2 separate regions of the Bombyx mori genome follow, and region 2 is linked to region 1. Evidence: chromatin contacts called from public Hi-C data. All regions are on one chromosome and are shown on one strand. Each heading gives the region's core, a stretch centred on a gene start, on an enhancer-like site or on the middle of the called end of the contact. The rest is flanking DNA. Distances are from core to core; before and after follow the strand shown.

What was found. Hi-C and Micro-C count contacts between places; a contact is called where the count stands out from the background.
Region 2: a Hi-C map of posterior silk gland shows a contact between it and region 1, with 2.1 times the contacts expected there. The contact joins the promoter of LOC101741374 here to the enhancer-like site in region 1. A contact is called at or near these places in 4 of 7 Hi-C or Micro-C datasets (midgut, posterior silk gland and whole pupa).

Annotation. Positions count from the first base shown.
Region 1 is chr9:3,737,831-3,740,530 of ASM3026992v2, reverse strand. LOC101741374 (phosphatidylinositol 4-kinase beta) reads left to right here. Exons shown (of 10, transcript XM_004922881.5): 4 at 1,310-1,576. Among protein-coding and RNA genes, the nearest start is that of LOC119628979, 4.8 kb to the right of the region's middle. Within about 2 kb of position 1,405, at least 3 of the 8 cell types and tissues checked have open chromatin away from gene starts, as enhancers often do.
Region 2 is chr9:3,777,967-3,780,816 of ASM3026992v2, reverse strand. LOC101741374 (phosphatidylinositol 4-kinase beta) reads left to right here and starts at 1,433. Exons shown (of 10, transcript XM_004922881.5): 1 at 1,433-2,193. The coding sequence starts at 2,102. It overlaps LOC101741513 (dynactin subunit 6), which reads right to left and starts at 1,244. Exons shown (of 4, transcript XM_004922882.5): 1 at 989-1,244; 2 at 742-912; 3 at 134-306. The coding sequence starts at 999. It overlaps LOC110386866 (a long non-coding RNA gene), which reads right to left and starts at 2,809. Exons shown (of 2, transcript XR_009973793.1): 1 at 2,498-2,809; 2 at 1,427-2,219.

The sequences.
Region 1 (2,700 bases), core at 156-2,655:
TTTATCTTTACTATCATTATGACGTTATTCAATGGCTTTACGGAGAAATAAATAAGAAATGTTTGTTTTTAATTTTGTTAGAGTTGCTTATTGTGAGTTGTTTATGTTGCCAAGGAGATATGGGAATTTCGACCAAGGCTCTAGCCGCGTTGGATTTTGATTAAATAATGCTATGAATGTATGTATGCGGAATTTGAGCTGTTAAGAAAGTTAAGAAATTTGGATTCACTAATTTGTTATGTAACTAAATTTCGCTGATTTGAAATAATTTTAAAGTCTAATCAAAACTGTTTACGCACAAAAACTTTACTCTAGTCACCTTGTTCGATGCTCAAATAAACGCAAAAATAGACATGTAAAAAATCGAAGATTAGTGGTCGAGGCAATGACGTCTCTTCGTAAATGACTGGTAGTAGGACCTCTTGTAAGTCCGCACGGGTAGGTACCACCACCCCGCCTATTTCTGCCGTGAAGCAGTAATGCGTTTCGGTTTGAAGGGTGGGGTAGCCGTTGTAACTATACTGAGACCTTAGAACTTATATTTCAAGGTGGGTGGCGCATTTACATTGCAGATGTCTATGGGCTTCAGTAACCACTTAACACCAGGTGGGCTGTGAGCTCGTCCAACTATCTAAGCAAAAAACAAAAAGAAATTATAACAATTCTTATAAATGTATTTAATATACAGACAAAGTTCTGTTTAATCATAGAATAAATATTTATATATATTAACGTTGTGTCGTCCATGAGCTCCGCCAACCATTTAACACCAGGTGGGCCGTGAGTTTGGTCACACGTCTGTATTGTAAAAGATGAATGATAAACTAATTATCTGTTTTTTTTTTTTTATTTTTTTTTTTTTTATTTTTTTTTTATTGCCCTTGTAGGCAGACGAGCGTACGGCCCACCTGATGGTGAGTGGTTACCGTCGCCCATGGACTTCAGCAATGCCAGGGGCAGAGCCTACCGTTTAATACTCTCCACAAGCCTCGTTTGAAGAAGTACATGTCATAGCGCTCGGGAAACACCGTGGAGGGGAGCTCATTCCATAGCCGGATGGTACGTGGCAAAAAAGACCTCTGGAAACGCACTGTGGATGACCGCAGTGGCTCCAGGTAGTATGGATGAACTCTACTCCGGTGGCGGGCGGTGCGATGGTAAAAACGAGATGCCGGTATCATCTCGAACAATTCCTCAGAGCACTCCCCATGGAACATACGGTACAAAATACAGAGGGAACCGAAGTCCCTCCGCAGACCCAGAGGCTTGTATTATTTGAATACATTACATTGATACATTTGTCTCACAGGCTCCGTACATAATGTACGTGGAGGTACTAGAGACTGACGGGCACGAGCCTCTTCCTCCTCGCCAGCTGCCTCCAGCGCCACCAGCTCCCCACTCTCCCCCCATCAGACATACGAAGAGTGAGGAGAACCTCGTGCCTGAGTGGCCTGCGCTCTCCCTGTATTCGGCACTGGACGACGTGGACACCGGAGACTGCTGGAGTCATGACGACGATGAACTCAGCTCTCATTACGACCACAGAGCGCCCGCGCCCGACAGCGTGTCGCAGGTACGTACTTTAAGAACACGAGAACAAAACCTCCGATCCTAATCTGGCTTTTTTATATTGCTTATGAGGTGTGGTAAGTCCGCACGGATCCGGCTAAGAATAGTTCCGCCCCCTTATCTTCCCAGGGGTGTTGTAAAAGGCGACAGGGGGATTTAAATGCAAATATCCAGCGCCTTACCCGACTGGTAGCGGCCAATCTACCAAAAAAAGCATTTCCAAGGAGGGTTGACGTCAGGCAGGCGATTGACAGCGATAAATACGAGTGGACGAGCTCACGGCTCACCCGTTGTTAAGTGGTTACCTGAGCCCATGGACATCTATAACGTAAATATCGGCACCCATCTCGAGACCTGAGTTCTAAGAACTCAGTTTTTACGGTAGTGACTTAAACACACATCGCCTGCCGAGTGAAAGTGTATTAATTCAAAAGTTTTGACGAGTCATTCACTAAATCGCCAAGAAAAGTGTAAGCGAATCAGACTTTTTAGTTTAGTAACATCATTATAATAATGTAATTTCTTTTATGTTTTTTCATATAGTTTCATTCGTATTAAATCAACACATTCATAAAATTTTAATATGCACATAGATATTTTTAAACAGATCCGCTTTCATTACCATAAATCGTTATGTAATTGTGGAGGAATTAAATCATTAGAAATTGTATTTATATAATAATGAGTAGATTTAGCTTTAAACGAATGAAATTAAAATGAAAGATGAAAACGCTTCTGTGTTATACACTAGTGCATAACGCTTAAGGCATCTATTAGATCACTAACAATACCATTACGTACAATGGCAAATTAATTTTACGAGAACACACAATTAAATCGATTCGTAACTACGAATCAATCATAATTAATTTACCAAACTACTCAATAACTTTGAACGTACATGCATTATTCTGGAAATTGATTTTTTTTTGTTTGAGTTAGATGAAGGGTGCTCATAGTTAATCGACTTTTAGTGGTACATTGCTATTGATAAAACAGTAATAAAAAACTTGTGAAAGACAGCCCTATAAAATAGTGCTTTAGATTATTCAAACAGATGGTTATAGTCAATATGGTCGCTAAAGACAAAACACGAAAGAAAGAGCCTGCGCACAGTTTTATTGCGCG
Region 2 (2,850 bases), core at 184-2,683, 40 kb before region 1:
CTTGTATCAAAGTTTTATGATATTAGAATAATTTTATTCCTGTGGCTCAATATCCTAATTTAAAATTTTTATTCATCTTCCTATTAAGGGCTATGTATTTTGCTTATTTTCGTACCTACTAAAACTAGCTTACCTATTACACAACCACTGCCAACTTTGACTTCTTCTCCAACAAAAGATCTGCATTCAAAAACATTACTTTCACCGACGTGACCATAGATAGACTCCAGTTTGCAAGCAACTTCAAAAACATTGTGTGCACCTATAAACAATGGCTTTGGGGGATTCTCCTGTTTATCACTCTTTCTGAAAATAAAAATAAAAGAAGAATGAGTCATCAATAGTTTAGTAGTGAATTAAGAAGTTTCGACCATTTTGTTAATTATAAGAATTAAACAATATGATATGATAATTTACATCATATAAAGAATTAAAATTTGCAGTAACTTTCATATACATAAAAATGATTAATTATATTCCTAATATTTATTCATTTCTAATATGACAATATTAATATTCAATTTTATTATTTTACAGAATATAGATTATTAAATAATTTTAAGCAGGAATGCATATTAAATTGTACCATATACATATTTGTTTGGATTTCAAAATGTGTTTTTAAATATGTTTATCATGTTCACCGTCATGTTACTGTGTTCAGTAGAGATAGCAGATGATTACTTATTTTTATTTCTAATAATTACAATACTCAAGTTGAGCAATAGAATTCCAACATACTTATGTATTATAGTAGAATATTCTTCAATAATACAGTATTCAGCAATTATAATAGGTCCGCCTTCAGCTATAATGCTGACTCTCGGATGAATAACTGTACCTCCTCCTATGGTTATATCACCCTCTAAGGTACAGTCTTCGCAGACAGTTGCTCCGGGTAGAATTTTAATGCTGTAATGATATATACATTATTAGAGGTAATACGCTGTCCAAGATAGAAATTTAACTTGGTATATTATTTGCTTACTTGTGAGCCATTTTCTTGAGATGTAAGGTTTACTTTAAGATGATATTCAGAATTTTTTAACCTCCCAAAAATTCTGTTTTTCTTTGAAAATTTCTATGGCATCACAAACTTGGTGAAAAGGTCAAAAAAATTGATCAATTTCAATATTTTTTTTGAACATAATTAGCGACTTTTTTTTATAGGGATTTTATGACCTGGTAACTAAGACCTTTAGGTCATGTCTTATTTTAATTTATATTCTTATTTTTAAGAAAATGATAACATGGAGTGAAATGAAATAAGATAAGACGATATGTATGATATAAAAAATCTACATAGTGTCATTACCTTGGGTATTTATAAGTCATGTTTTTATATTTTAAATTTTCAGCTTGTTTTGTATTTTGTCATCTTATGGTCAAAATGTAGATTTGGATTTTACAAATGAAACCGCATGAATATGCAATTTAAATAAACTGTTTATTAATTGGTAACTATGAAATGTGTACCGAATAGTAAAAAAAAATCGTTAGATAAAAATACACTTTAATTAAACACGTTTTACCAAACTGTTACATTTATTTCGATGTAGAAAATGAAGAGCTATAACGCTTTCTACTATACAAACTCCTTTTTTTTCTACTAATTTCTACTAATCTTGACGATTTGTGAAACTGGGTAGCTCACTGCTTTGTTGACAAGAAAAAAATCGGTAAAAATATGGTATCCTCTTACTGGGAAAGTCATCGATTTCTTTAATTTTTAGAGATCTGTTTGTTTAGAAAATATTGGAGTTTATTTTATTTCGAGATTATTATATGTAGAATTTATATTTAAAATTATTGTGTTATACTTTACAATATTAAAAAATTAAAATTAATATTGTAGGACCATAAAAACAAGTTGCAACAACGTTATTGGTAGTTGTAAATTTACAATATTGTGAAGGCTGTGATAAGGTAGTATCGTTTTTGAAACATCAGTACCGCCTTAATATTTCTTAACTTTCATAGTAAATTCGTAAATTGTAGAACAGTTGTTGTGAGGTCGCCATGTTGTTATTTACCTTGTGATTTCATGCTGGGCATTTGTGATATGGGTAAAGTGTTGTGACGCGGCAACCAGTGTGTGAGCATGTTGGAGGATGTTCCCGTGCACGGAAGTCGGTCAGACTCCCGCAATGGAAAGAGTACTATCCACCAGAGAAACCTCAGCTTGGATTTCAGGTAGGCACCACTCATTTCGATTGTTTCTAAACAAAAAGGATTTTGCACATATATTATTTTTATGCCAGTCTTTCCTACTACTAGCGTAGTAGTCTAATTAAATGTTAATCAAATTATGTTATAATAACAATTAGTAGGGAAAATACAGTACTAACAACATTTAGAAACTAAATGTAAGGATAATTTAACCTGAAAACAAAAAAGTAGGATCTAGCAGGAGATTGAGAAGTCATTTGGAATAAAGCAAAGACAATATATTTGCATAGACATTAGAAAATGTAATATGTACAGATAATTTATTTACCTTATCAATATTCTCATTTATTGATTAGTGTGTTGTTTAGATAGTTGATTTTGTCCAATGATTTTAAACTGTTTTTATTTTGCTATGCAAGCACACTCCTTACATTTATCTATATCCTTGGATAGGATATCCTAAAAGAATTATCTCATTGATAAAACATGCTCACTGTTATGAATTTTCTACTACATAGTTTAACTTTACATGACATCAACTTATAAAGGTAACAATCAATTAAAATTTCAATACAAATCACAAAGTAAACAATGTTATCATAAAATAATGGTCTAAAAAATAAATGTAAAAGAGCCACTTCTATTTTGGACGTGTAAACTTGAAATACTTTCAAATATCCT